2 separate regions of the Ovis aries genome follow, and region 1 is linked to region 2. Evidence: chromatin contacts called from public Hi-C data. All regions are on one chromosome and are shown on one strand. Each heading gives the region's core, a stretch centred on a gene start, on an enhancer-like site or on the middle of the called end of the contact. The rest is flanking DNA. Distances are from core to core; before and after follow the strand shown.

Region 1 (6,673 bases), core at 3,013-5,512, 34 kb before region 2:
GTAGTATTTTCCAACTTTATCTGTTTGCTCTTATACCTCTTTCTCTCCGGACCTAGAAAAAAAGTGTTTTCCTCTGCTAGAAGTTCTAACTGTTTTCAAAAACATTTGCCTCCCATCTCTCTTCCAACATCGAGATCTAACTCTACCAGTAAACCCTGTCCCCTATTTTATTTTCAATCTCTTCCATTTTGCTGGCTTCTGACTTGAAGCTTATAGGTTTGTACGTGCTCTAATCTCTTCCATCTTTATAAATGAAAGCTACAAACAAAATAAATATCCCTAAACTATGTTCACCTTACTAAACATTTCTTTTCTCCTTTATGTTCTTAAATTGAGATATAATTGACATAAAACATTAGTTTCAGATGTACAACATAATTATTTGATATGTGTGTATTGCAAAATGACCATCATGGTTCCCCTCCCTTTATCCATGTCCTTGGGTAGTTTTTTCGCACGTGGATTTTTGACATGGTTATGCTTTGGCCAATGGAACAGCAGCAAACATGATGTAAACAGGGGTTTGAAAACCAATTTTCCCCTTTGTTGAGTTTAGAGAGCTTAGAGCCTTGAGACCACCGATTGAATACGCTTGAACTAGCTTACTGAAGTGGCCATGTGGAAGAGAACTAAGGCACCCCAGCAAATAGCCCGATGATCATCAAACCTGTGAGCAAGGCCATCCTCAGACCAGCCAGCCCCAGTTTATCCACCAGCTGACCAGCTGTAGGAGAGAGCCCAAGAGAAACCAACAGAGGAACTGCCCAGCTAAACCCAGCCCAAATGCCAAGCCACAGAATCATAAGCTAACGAACGATTGTTGTTTAAGCCACTTTAAGGTGATGTGCTATGAAAGCTAATCAATATAGGATGCATCTTCCAATTGAGAATGTCTTGCAGGTATAATGGGCAGCATTTTTTTTTCAGGGATATATAAAATAATGGCGCATCTTACAACTGATTGTGACTTAAGTTGAACAGAATACACTGTGTGAGTGCATGCTTAGTTGCTCAGTTGTGTCCGGCTTTTTACGACCCTTAGGACTGTAGCCTGCCAGGCTCCTCTGTCCATGGGATTCTCCAGGCAAGAATACTGGAGTGGATTGCCATTTCCTCCTCCAGGGACCGTCCTGAGCCAGGGATCAAACCCCTGTTTCCTGCTCTACAGGTGAATTCTTCACGGCTGAGCAATCAGGAAAGCCTGTAATCCAGTTTGATTGATATCCTTATTAGGAGAAATCTGAACACAGGCATTTAACGGAGGGAAAGTCATACAAGGAGACACAGGGAGAAGACAGCTATTCCCAAGGCAAAATGAGAGGGCTGGAATAGATTCTCTCCACACAGCCTGCAGAGAGAACCAACTCAGCTAACACCTTGATCTTGAACATCTAGCCTCCAGAACTGTTGTTGTTCAGTTACTCAGTCGTGTCCGACTCTTTGTGACCCCACAGACTGTAGCACACCAGGCTTCCCTGTCCATTACCAACTCCCGGAGTTTACTCAAACTCATGTCCATCAAGTCGGTAATGCTATCCAACCATCTCATCCTCTGTCGTACCCTTCTCCTCCTGCCTTCAATCTTTCCCAGCATCAGGGTCTTTTCCAATTAGTCAGTTCTTCGCATCAGGTGGCCAAAATATTGGAGTTTCAACTTCAGCCTCAGTCCTTCCAATGAATATTCAGGACTGTTTTCCTGTAGGATGGACTGGTTTGGATCTCCTTGCAGTCCAAGGGACTCTCAAGAGTCTTCTCCAACACCACAGTTCAAAAGCATCAAATCTTCGGCACTCAGCTTTCTTTATAGTCCAACTCTCACACCCATACATGACTACCTGAAAAACTATAGCTTTGACTAAGTGGACCTTTGTTGGCAAAGTAATGTCTCTGCTCTTCAATATGCTGTCTAGGTTGGTCATAACTTTTCTTCTGAGGAGCAAGCATCTTCTAATTTCATGGCTGCAGTCACCATCTGCGGTGATTTTGGAGCCCAAGAAAATAAAGTCTGTCATTGTTTCCATGGTTTCCCCATCTATTTGCCATGAAATGATGAGACTGGATGCCAGGATCTTCACTTTTTGAATGTTGAGTTTTAAGCCACCTTTTTTACTCTCCTCTTTCATCTTCATCAAAAGGCTCTCTTCACTTTCTGCCATAAGGGTGGTGTCATCTGCATATCTGAGGTTATTGATATTTCTCCCGGCAATCTTCATTCCAGCTTGTGATTCTGTATGATGTACTATGCATAGACGTTAAATAAGCAGGGTGACAATATACAGCCTTGACGTACTCCTTTCCCAATTTAGAACCAATCTGTTGTTCCATGTCCAGTTCTAACTGTTGCTTCTTGACCTGCATACAGGTTTCTCAGGAGGCAGGTGAGATAGTCTGGTATTCCCATTTCTTTAAGAATTGTCCACAGTTTGTTGTGATCTACACAAAGACTTTAGAGTGGTCAATGATGCAGAAGTAGATGTTTTTCTGGAACTCTCTTGCTTTTTTGATGATCCAGTGGATGTTGGCAATTTGATCTCTGGTTCCTCTGCCTTTCCTAAATCCAGCTTGTACATCTGTAAGTTCTCAGTTCACTTATTGTTGAAGCCTAGCTTGAAGGATTTTGAGCATTACCTTGCTTGATGTGAGATGAGTACAATTGTGCGGTAGTTTGAGCATTCTTTGGCATTGCCTTTCTTTGGAATTGGAATGAAAACTGACCTTTTCCAGTCCTGTGGCCACTGCAGAGTTTTCCATATTTGCTGGCATATTGAGTGTGGTACTTTAACAGCATCATCTTTTAGGATCTGAAATAGCTCAGCTGGAATTTCATCACCTCCACTAGCTTTGTTCATAGTGATAGTTCCTAAGGCTCACTTGACTTCGCATTCCAGGATGACTGGCTCTAGGTAAGTGATCTCACCATCGTGGTTATCCAGGTCATTAAGATCTTTTTTGTATGGTTCTCCAGAACTGTAAGATAATACATTTCTGTTGTTTAAGTCACCCAGTTTGTGGCACCCTGTTGTGGCTGCCCTGGCAAACTAGTACACCACAGACCTTGGGAAGCATCTGAAGAGGCACCGGGCCTGGAGGACTGGCTGGAGCAGTCGGAGGGGGTGGGTGGGAAAGAGGGACTGAAATGATGGAACCACAGTTGAGAAGGAGACCTGGACAGAGGTCTAAATCCAGGATTAGCCAAGTGGAAATGAGTAAAAACGAAAGTGGAGCCCATTGTTAGTTTTAAATGGAGAGTCCAGAGCTAGCAGATGTAACTGGAGAAGAGAGCCTAGGAGAAGCGAGCTGTTGCAGAGGCTCCTGGAGTGTGGGCTGCCTCACCATTGCTGTACCACATGCAGATGAGCGCTGCTGCCACAGCAGATGCTCTGAGCCAGTGAGAGGGGCCCAGGAGAAGTCCTTAGAGCATCATCATGGCCTCGATCTGAGTGCTTGAGGCCTCAGCCAGCACAAGCTCACCTGAGCAGAAGAACCTGTACACCTCCCCTGACTGTTATGAATGCACTCTGGAAGCAGACCGCCTAAATTCCCACATAATTTCGCCTTCCCTAGCATTCAACCTCTCTGGGCCTCATCTGTGAAAAGGGAATGGAGACTGCATCCACTTCAGAAGGTTGTGAGGAAGATTCAATAAGATAATGGGTGTGAAATATTTCAGTAGAGGTTATCTGTCATTATTAGAGGCGTTTATTCTAATTCTCATGCCTCCAATTCAAAGCAGTACTAGACAAGAGTCCTCTATCCACCATCCGGCACAAGTGCCACTGTAACTAGAACCCTGGTATTAGAGGTTAAGGCTACTGGCAGGCCTCAGGAGCTAAGAGGAAAAATACCATTTGGATCAGGAGCCTGAAAAAAAACTGCGCTGGGCTCTGGAAGGCCCCAATGGACATCGCATGCACAGAGACAGAAGCCCTCAAAACCGCATGGCCAGGGCTGAGCCGCGAACGGGCCCTCAGAACTTGGCAGGGGGACACTGTCCTTGAGTGGTGTCGAGCCTGTGCTCTGATCCAACTATCCTGAGGCTCATCTGTCCTGTTGGTCTTATGTCCAGCGCTCTGCAAAGTCCAGAACAGGGCCTTTCCCGGCCAGGAACTGTGGCGAAACCGCATGGGGGCGGGGGAGGGGGTGGTGGATGGGGAGGTGAAACCAGGTTAAAAGGATCATGCAAGTTCTCTGCCAAAGCCAATAGGAAAGGAAAGCCCTCAGGACCTCCAGGGAGCCTCCCGGCAAAAGCCTCCGCCCCCGAGGAGTCAGAGGGCCTGTGGTTGAAGGTGGAAGACGTGAAAGGGCGTCTCCCGGCCCGCCCTCCGGCACTGCAGACTTCTGGACTGAGCCACCACAATTTACTCTTTGCCCTTCCTTGGACTCCTTGTGAAATCCAGCCTGGAGATGCGTTCGTCCCCCGCGGTGCCCCAAGCTTCCACCAGCCGCCGGGCACGCGCTCGACCGGACCGCAGGGCAGGCACACGGCGGGGGAGTGGGGCTCAGGCGGGGAGGGGCGGGCCGGGGGCGGGGCGGGGCGGGGCCCGCGCTCTGGCCTCAGCCCGGCTCCTAGGCTGCAGCGAGCGGCTGGAGCGCAGCCAGCTCTCGGAAGCGGCGGCGGCGCCCTTAAATAGCATCCGGACCCAGCCGGGGCCGGCAGTGGGCTGCAGTGACAGCCGGCGGCGGACGGCCGGGCCTGCGGAGGAGGTGAGTGCTCCTTCTAGCGGGGGGGAGCCGCATCCGTACCTGCTGCGGCGCCGCCCGGGTCTCGGCGGGGGCTCGGGTCTAAGGCTGCCCCGCCGGCCGGAGCCCGGGAGGTGGCGGCCGCAGCGGAGACGCGAGAACCCGCCCTCGGATCGCAGCGACGTTCCTCTTTTCCGGCCTCCGCCCGGCGGCTCCCCGAGTTCCCTCCGCCGCGGAGGCCTCCAAGCCGCCCGATCCGCCGCTGCTTCCTGTGCAAGAGAGCCGGCGATGCCCGCCCGCCTCTCCCCCCGGTGGCGCGGGCGCTGGGCTGGTGCACGGCGGGGTGCGGGTGACGCGCGCCGCGGATCCGGGTCCTTGTTTGTGTGGCGGCGGGGACCGCCCAGCGGGAAGCCCGACCCGGAGCTGCAGATTCGGGGCGATGATCGCCGCGGGGCCGTGTCGATGCTCTCTGGGTCGCGGCCTCCTTCTTGCCCCTCCGAGGCGGGTTGGGGGCATGCTCGGATAGTGCGTGGAAGCATCAGAGCCTCCGCGTGAAGAGTGGTCCCTGCGCGCCCGCGGGAGGGTCAAAGGCAGCATCCGAAGCCGGTGGCCACATGTGGAAATTCTCGCGGTGCCTGCAGAGTGCCACAGCTGCTGTACATGGCCGTGATAGAGTCGTTTTAAAGAGCCTGGCATGTTTTGAAATTAGGAAGTAAAAATCATGATATCTATCTCCTTGCCGCCTAGACAGCGTGGTGGTAGGTGACTTGAATGAACACGTGGATGAGAACACAGAGACAGATGCTCCTCTTAATCGGTGTGTTAGGCTAGAATTTGCAAACCCCTTCCCCACCCTACCCACTTTCAAGGTTATGGAGCTTAATTAATACCGTTATAATAGTGCCCTTGCCTTTGAAAGTTCTAACATTTAAGCTTCTTGTTGGTGCAGGTGTATGTAAAGTGCCCCAACTTAATATCCGTTTATTTTTTACCTTTGCTTAGCATGAGAGAAACTGGTTAATTTCATAGTTTCTGACAAATTTCAGCTGTGATTATTATCTCCTAAACAATTAATTGCTTAACACAAACTAAAAGCTAGTGGGTACCTCTGGCTTGATTCAGCTTTTTCAGACTGAGGTGACAGGTTGAATTGGCTTAAAACTTAAGATTTGAGTTGATTGTCTGGTTGGATGGGCTTGAGAAGGTGGGACCTTTAAAGTGACATTCCCTTCCCATCAGTGTGGAGCCAAGTCCTGGGAAATGTTCATTCTTGTTCTGATTCAACTGGGAGAATCCCTTCTCAGGCTGAAACTTGACTCCTCATGTGGGAACGGGTGCATTAGACTAAAGTCTTTCAGAAACTAAAATTCTGTGACTGAAAAAAGCAAACCCTGAAGAGTAACCCATTTCATATCTCCCTCTCTCACTTCAGATAGACACATCATAGACCATGTGTTATAGACCTGTTTTCTGCATTTGCTGTAAATGGAACAGACTTTTAAAATCACCCTTCTCTCACAGTTATTAGCATGTTGACCTATTTCCTTCCTGTCTCTGTTAAGCATAGTTTGGCAGTATTTTTTATTATTGTGGGCAACCTGACTAAAAAGAATCTCTGGGCTTTTAAATTTGGGGCATTTAAGAGAATGATACTTGTGACGAATGCAGGTGAAGAAAGGTCTCTACTTATATCATACAGATTGAGTTCTCATAACTATCACAGCTTTTGGTTGAGCTTTGGTATAGCTGACTGTGTACCGGCATGCCACAGTGTCCTCCTTGATGTCCAGGGCAGGCTGCATCTTTGGTTTTGATGTAGCTATCTTGTGGAAGTTTGGAGGAGGGGGTGGGGAAAGATTATGTTGTTTTGTCTTTACAGCTGGGGATTTCTCCTCTCTCCCTTCAAGTTTCACTTTCTGAAAAAGAGCATGACTGTAGGAATAAGTAGTCATTTCTAGACGTGATGTTCAGTAACCTTGGAGGGACAGAATAA
Region 2 (6,791 bases), core at 2,083-4,582:
GTATGTCAAGGTGAAGCTGATACACTGTATCGTATAATTGAAATTTGCTGAGAGTAGAACTTAGGTGTCCCTGGTGGCTCAGTTGGTAAAGAATTTGCCTGCAATGATGTAGGTTTGATCCCTGGGTCAGGAAGGTCACCTGGAGAAGGATCTTCTCCAGTAATGGCAACCCAGTCCAGTATTCTTGCCTGGAGAGTTCCATGGACAAAGGAACCTGGTGGGCTGTAATCCATGGGGTTGCAAAGAATTGGATACAAGTTAGTGAATAAACTACCGCTATGTCATTTATACCTTACCAAAGCTGGAAAAACAAAACAAAACAAACAACAAAAAACACATCAAGAATGGCGATGCCTTCTGGACCGGAGTGGAGGGAGCTTGAGCAGTTGTTGAGTTGGGCAGGACGGGAGGCAGATGGGGCAGGACCAGCCTTCGGGGAAGCTGCAGGGGAGCAGAGGGAAGGCTGTCCAGGAAGGGCAGGTGCGGCCAGATGGTGGGATCACTCACTCCACTGACTCCAGCCCTGTGGGCTCGTGGAGGACTGGCAGGGCCATCTGCAAGGGGCATTATTAGCCTGACGAGTGTGAGCCAGGTCCTCAACTGGGAGGAAGGGAGGGAGAACAGGGGCAGTCTCATCCCTGCAGTCATTTGTACAGTAGATATGAACATGAATGTGAGCATGATTCTCACCTCCGGAAGCCTGAGAACAGCCAGCTAGCAGGGTGTGTGAGACTTTGGAAGAATCCCTGGGTTTGAGGCTCTGGCTTTGTATCTGTCAGGAGTCCTTGTGTAAACCTATATGTGAGCATTGGCGCTCGCTCACTTGCCTTCCCTGACTGCAAGGCTCTAGTCCTTTTACCCCTCAGCTAGTTCTTCCCTGCTGTATGGCTGTGTGTGTGGTCAGGTAAAGAGTGGACAGAGATAAATCCTTCAACCTCATCCCTGGTGACTTTGCTGCTGTGGTTTTCAGAGAATTTTCACGCCCGTTTTCAGGAAACATCACATCTGAGCGTATTTTCCGCCAGCTGTCCTAGCAGTTGGGGCACAGAGGGTGGGATGAAAAGATGGCTGGGAGGGAGTGGATTTGATGAGAAGTGTTTTTCTGGGAGTGTTTTTATACCTGAAGTTAATCTCAGCATCATTTCTAAAACTTACTGGGCTTCTTAATAACAGCTATGAAAAACCTTGCTAACTAGTACTTCTTAACTAAACTCTTTAGTGGAAAACTAACTAGTTTCTAATGTGGTTAGATGTGTCTGCTCGCTGGAGAGTGGCCGGTGATTTGAAGGAGGCGTAGAAGCACCCGAGTTGTTCAGGGGGCCGCAGTGTCTGGGTGGGACGAGCTGTGAGGTGAGGGGCGGGAGTCCCAGAGAACTGAAGGCAGAGGGTCTCATCTTTGTGCCAACAATAGACCTCCAGAGTATTAAGGAGCTGCCTTTAGGAATTCAAAGAAAGAATGGTGATTATGTCAGAAATATTTATTTTTTTTAATTTCCGGCTTCCCTTCAGCCAGGAAGAAAGGCTCAAGTTACTCTCTGGGAATACACAGAGTAAAACAAGCCTGAAGACACGACTTGATTTTGTACAGACGATGCTCACGGGCTTCATGAAGCAGGGACCATGTGTACACATACATGACGGAAATGTGTGCTGTAATTTTTTTGAAGTTTAAAAATAGCCTTCCCCACAAGCGGGGTCCACTCCTGTGGAGTGAAAAACAATGGCAGAGATAGGCCTTTGTGAGAGTCTCGGCAAAAACCCTGCCTTGACGGCAGCGTCTAAAAGGCCGAGCAAGTAAGGGAACAGATGTGTTTCCTTCAGACTGTGAGCTAGTGCCTTGAACATTACAAGTGGCAGGCACTCGGAGATGCTACAGGCAGGGGATTTGAATTTATGACTCAACTCTCTCCCCATCCACAAAGGTGGGAGGGAGCTATTTTTCTCTTGAGGGATTGGCTGGTTTGCTCTGGTGAGGAGCTTGCCCTGCATTTGGTGGCACAGAACTGGTTTGCTAAGTAACCCAACCAGCCTCCCTCACCCCCAGGCAGGTCCTCCCATGGGGACAGGGGCAGCTCAGGAAGTTGGAAACTGGAGAGCAAGCTTGGGAGGGAGGGTGGACAAGGAAGCGCCTTCTGAGGGTTAGAGGAGAGCGATGGAGAACCAGTCCCCCAGTCGGCCACCGTGCTCTGGCCCTGAATCCTCCAAGATGGTGGAGGTGGACAGTGTGTGGCAAGTCCCTCAGGCTGGTTTGAAGCTCACTCCACTGCATTTTAGACGTGGGACTGAGACAGGGAGGCCTCCCCAACGTCTGTCTGTTTTCTCATCTGCAAACTGAATACTCCCTTGCTTCCATCTCTCCTGTGCTCACATTTCGATGCCTAGCACCCATTGTAATGGGTGCTTCTGCCCCTTCTTCACTCACTGGGCATGGAGGACCTCGGGAAGCTGGCTGATTCAATGGTGGAGCGTCGGTAGTGAACCTGAGAGTTCGTAGTTTACGTGGTTGCATTTATGTTAGCATAGTGGAGGAGTCTAGCTATTAATACTTTTAAAACTCCCTGTTCATTATCCTGAAAGATCTGGTTGGGAGCATCCCCCGTTGGCTGGTCTTGAATAAAGACCTACTTTGTTCTGTCAGAGATCCCATGTTACTGGCGGGGAGAACGATGGCCAGAGGGCATCTAGGTCCCTGGATTGGAAAAGCCTCTTTGTGCCTGTTCATAAAAGGTGGTAGGTGATGATGGCCTGGGTAGGTAAGATGCATGGGAAATCTACATGCTGGGGGCTGGGGGAGGTGGAGAAAAAAGTCATTCTTTTCCCCCAAGGACCATGGTTCCACCTGCTTCTTTTCTCCCTAGAGATGGATGAGACATTTAAGCCCAGCCAAGTCGTCAGCTGTCTCTTTAGCCATTATCGGCTCTCCCTGCCCCCTCTCCGCTGTCTCTTCCTTTCCCTCCCCTATCCCTCCCACTGTCTAGCCCTATCCTTAGAGGGAATAAACCGTAGTAGTAACATAGTGGGTGGTTGACTGTTAGGGCCTATAGTTGTCTATTTTCTAGATCGAGATAAATGGGACCACAATTCGTAAAGCTCAGGCCTTTCTATCCTGGAGAAATTCTCAAGGATGTAATTATCTGCTTTTGCATTTAAATAAGGAAGTGACGCAAAATAACTCTCCCCACCAAGGTGTTCCTTTTCCTCAAATTACTGGCCAGAGTTCTAGTCCTGGGAACCATTGGTTCACAGATGGTTCACTGTGATCCTGTCCTCAACTGCCCTTGAGGGGAACTTGAACTTTGATTTCCTAACTCAGCCACGTGGGGAGACCGACCTCTAGAGGAACCTTTGCTTGTATAGCCGAATAACCTCGTGACCGCTGATTTGACTGTAGTGTGGTCACTACACACTGACTCACTCCTTTTTTGTTAAAACTGGGAAGACTGTAGAAAAACATTAAAGAGGAAATAAAAGACCCATAGTCCTCCGTGACTCAGTGTTACTGGTGATTTCCTGCATATTACACACAGGGTTGTTCTGTATCCCTCTCCCTATTTCTTGAGCACAGCTGAAACCCACACCTCCACACCAGACCTGTAGGATATGTCAGAAGTCCAAAAGGGCCAGATATAGATTTCTTCATTTAAGTAGGTGTTCCTAAAAATAGCTGCATGTACTTGGATAAGCCAGTAGTTAAATACCCTGCCCTTGAAATGGCTCCGTTTTGTAGCACACGCACACCTTTGAGCCCCCGCTGTTGTAGCTGTGCAAGCCCACACCTTTGCAGGTGTCACCAAGGTTGCCAGTGCTCAGTGTTTATGGACAGGACTTTAATTCAAGAAGAATGGTGGTGCATGTACATCAAAGATGATTTCTTATGGGCATGTGTGATCATCATCATCACCAGTCCATCCTAAAGGAAATCAGTCCTGAATATTCATTGGAAGGACTGATGCTGAAGCTGAAACTCCAATACTTTGGCCACCTGATGCGAAGAACTGACTCATTTGAAAAGACCCTGATGCTGGGAAAGATTGAAGGTGGGAGGAGAAGGGGATGACAGAGGATGAGATGGTTGGATGGCATCACCAACTCAATGGACATGAGTTTGAGTAAACTCTGGGAGTTGGTGATGGACAGGGAAGCCTGGTGTGCTGCAGTCCATGGGTCACAAAGAGTTGGATACAATTGAGCGGCTGAACTGAACTGAACATCATAGAGCAGCAGTTTTCAAAACACAGGCTTTATTGCTTGGTCTCCCCCACTTCCATTTCATTCATCCCTTTTCCTGAAATTACAGAGTATGCCTTACAGTTCGTTGATAATGTGACCTGTCACCCAGCGTTTCACCTATACCTTTTTGGCATAGAATTCGTTTACTGCTTCATCTCCAAACTTTTGCTACTTATTCTAATTTCTAATTAGAATAGTAATAAATATTTTGTCCTCGGGTTACTTTGTGAAGAGGATGGCTTTATTTGGGATGTGATTAACTTCTATAACTTTGATTTGACTGTTTTACCAAATAGTCCTGAAGACTACCTTCAAAGTCCTGAAGTTCATATATCACCAGAACGGTAGTGTAACCAGAGTTATTTAGCAAAAGTTGTTACAAAATGATACTCAAGAGCAGTGATTCTCCAAGTAGGAACTGGGGAATTGACCTGCTGTCTTGAAGAGATAGAGTCTGCACATATTCAAAGTTAAACTTAATCTGTTTTGGGCTTCCTTGATGGCTCAGCAGGTAAAGAATCTGCCTGCAGTTCAGGAGACACAGGAGACAGTTTCGACCCCTGAATTGGAAAGATCCCCTGGAGGAGGAGAAGGAAATGGCAACCCACTCCAGTATTCCTGCCTGAAAAATCCCATGGACAGAGGAGCCTGGTGGGCTGCGGTCCAAAGGGTCGCAAGGAGTGAGACACGACTGAACGACTAAGCACGCAAACTTAATCTCTTCTCTCAAACCTACCGCTAAGTCCTAGTGTTTGATTTTGGATAGACTGGAACTGCTGTTCTCATAGGCCTCCAACTCGCTCTTGTCCTCCTGCTTCCAGTAACCTGCCAAATCCCAGTCATTAGTGCTTAGTGCCTGCAGCATCAGACTTGCCCTGCCCTCATCAGGCCCTGGTCAGCTGGTCTGTCTCCATTGTGTTCTGCAGGCTGCTCACCCTCGTAGATTTCCTTCTAGGAATTACCCTGATCTTCACCACTTCCCTCCTGGGGACCATGTTGTTATTATTCAGTCACTTAGTTGTATCCAACTCTTTGCCACCCCCGTGGACTGTATAGCACGCCAAGGCTTCTCTGTCCATGGGATTTCCCAGGCAGGAATATTGGAGTGGTTTGCCATTTCCTTCTCCAGGGAATCTTTCCAACCCAGGGATTGAACCTGGGTCTCCCACGTCTCCTGCATTAGCAGGCAGATTCTTACCACTGAGTCACCAGGGAAGGCTTAATTTGGGACCATAATGCATCCAAATGGTGCACCAGATCCATGAAGGGCTGGCTGAAAGGTGGACTGCTGGATCACACCCCCAGAGTTTCCAACTCAGTAGATCTGGTGAAGAGCTTGCGAACTGCTTTCCCCACGAGGCCCAGGTGTTCCCCTGCCCATCCTACAAGGACTTCGGCTCTGGGGTGAGCCAGTGCCCTGTAGATTCCAGGCTTCTCCTCTCTCTCCGTTCCAGCCCCTTCGGTGCTCCTCTCCTCAGCCTGTACTCCATAGAGTCCCTCCAGTCATGTAGGGATGAGGAGTCCATGCACATCCGTACATGTTATAGCTGATGATGGTAACTAGTAGATGCTACATGGGAAACTGACATTCCTAACAGATTATAGGGTAGTTGGCAAAGAGGAAAAACAGTAGACATGATCTCCAAAAGAATATAGATAAGGTGATGGAAGTAAAACTGAGCGGTGTGTCATTTCCCCAAGACCAGACAGAATCAATCCTTTATCTGCCAGTGGCTATGGTTTGAGTATCATCCCAGTTGTGTCCAAGGGTTTGGTTTCCAGTCCTCAGACTCCTCAGCCTCGTCTGACAAGACCAATGCTTATAAGTCTGTGAGCCCCTTTGAGCCCCTTTTCCTTTCCCTCCGTCACTTCCTTTTCCCAGGGGTCTGTGTAGCTTAGTCGGTAAAGCATCTGCCTGCAATACGGGAGACCTGGCTTCAATTCCTGAGACTGGGTTCAATTCCTGGGTCAGGAAGATCCCCTGGAGAAGGGAATGGCAACCTACTCCAGTATTGTTGCCTGGAGAATCCCATGGACAGGGGAGCCTGGCTGGCTACAGGTTATGGAATCACAAGAGTCGGGCACGACTTAGCACTATCTTTCTTTCTTCTTTCTTTCTTCCTGGACGGACATGGGCCCAGCCTTGCTTCTCTGAGCGCTTGTCTTAGGTGGAGGATTTATGTCAGACACCAGCGCATCCGGCCCTGGAGTCCATGCAGCAAACGCTCACCCCTCCCAGGCCCTGGAGGGGATTGAGGGTGCACACGGTAGACATTTTCTTTTTAATGCTTTCTTCTGACCTTCTGTCTGTCTGTCTTTTTTCCCAGGGCAGTGATGGTGCCCGGAGATCCACACTCCTGGACAGTGACGAGCCCCTGGTGTATTTCTACGATGATGTCAGAACATTATACCAAGGTTTCCAGAGGGGCATACAGGTGTCCAGTAAGCATCGGCCTGAATCTGTGCAACTAGTGCTTCAGGTTTTTCCTTTCGACAGAGGGGTCTTTCTTCAAGAAGCCGTATTTGCTCACAGCTCTCTCCAACACAGCCTGGCTCCCAGC

Evidence for each region. Hi-C and Micro-C count contacts between places; a contact is called where the count stands out from the background.
Region 1: a contact with region 2 is called in a Hi-C map of muscle, with 1.9 times the contacts expected there. The contact joins the promoter of ACSL1 here to the enhancer-like site in region 2. A contact is called at or near these places in 2 of 16 Hi-C or Micro-C datasets (muscle and tail adipose tissue).

What each region holds. Positions count from the first base shown.
Region 1 is chr26:14,434,887-14,441,559 of ARS-UI_Ramb_v3.0, reverse strand. ACSL1 (acyl-CoA synthetase long chain family member 1) reads left to right here and starts at 4,262. Exons shown (of 21, transcript XM_060406942.1): 1 at 4,262-4,473.
Region 2 is chr26:14,400,227-14,407,017 of ARS-UI_Ramb_v3.0, reverse strand. ACSL1 (acyl-CoA synthetase long chain family member 1) reads left to right here. Exons shown (of 21, transcript XM_060406942.1): 3 at 6,558-6,672. Among named protein-coding and RNA genes, the nearest start is that of TRNAC-ACA, 17 kb to the left of the region's middle. Within about 2 kb of position 3,332, at least 10 of the 54 cell types and tissues checked have an H3K27ac peak or open chromatin away from gene starts, as enhancers often do. A contact at or near this core is called in muscle, where this site is marked.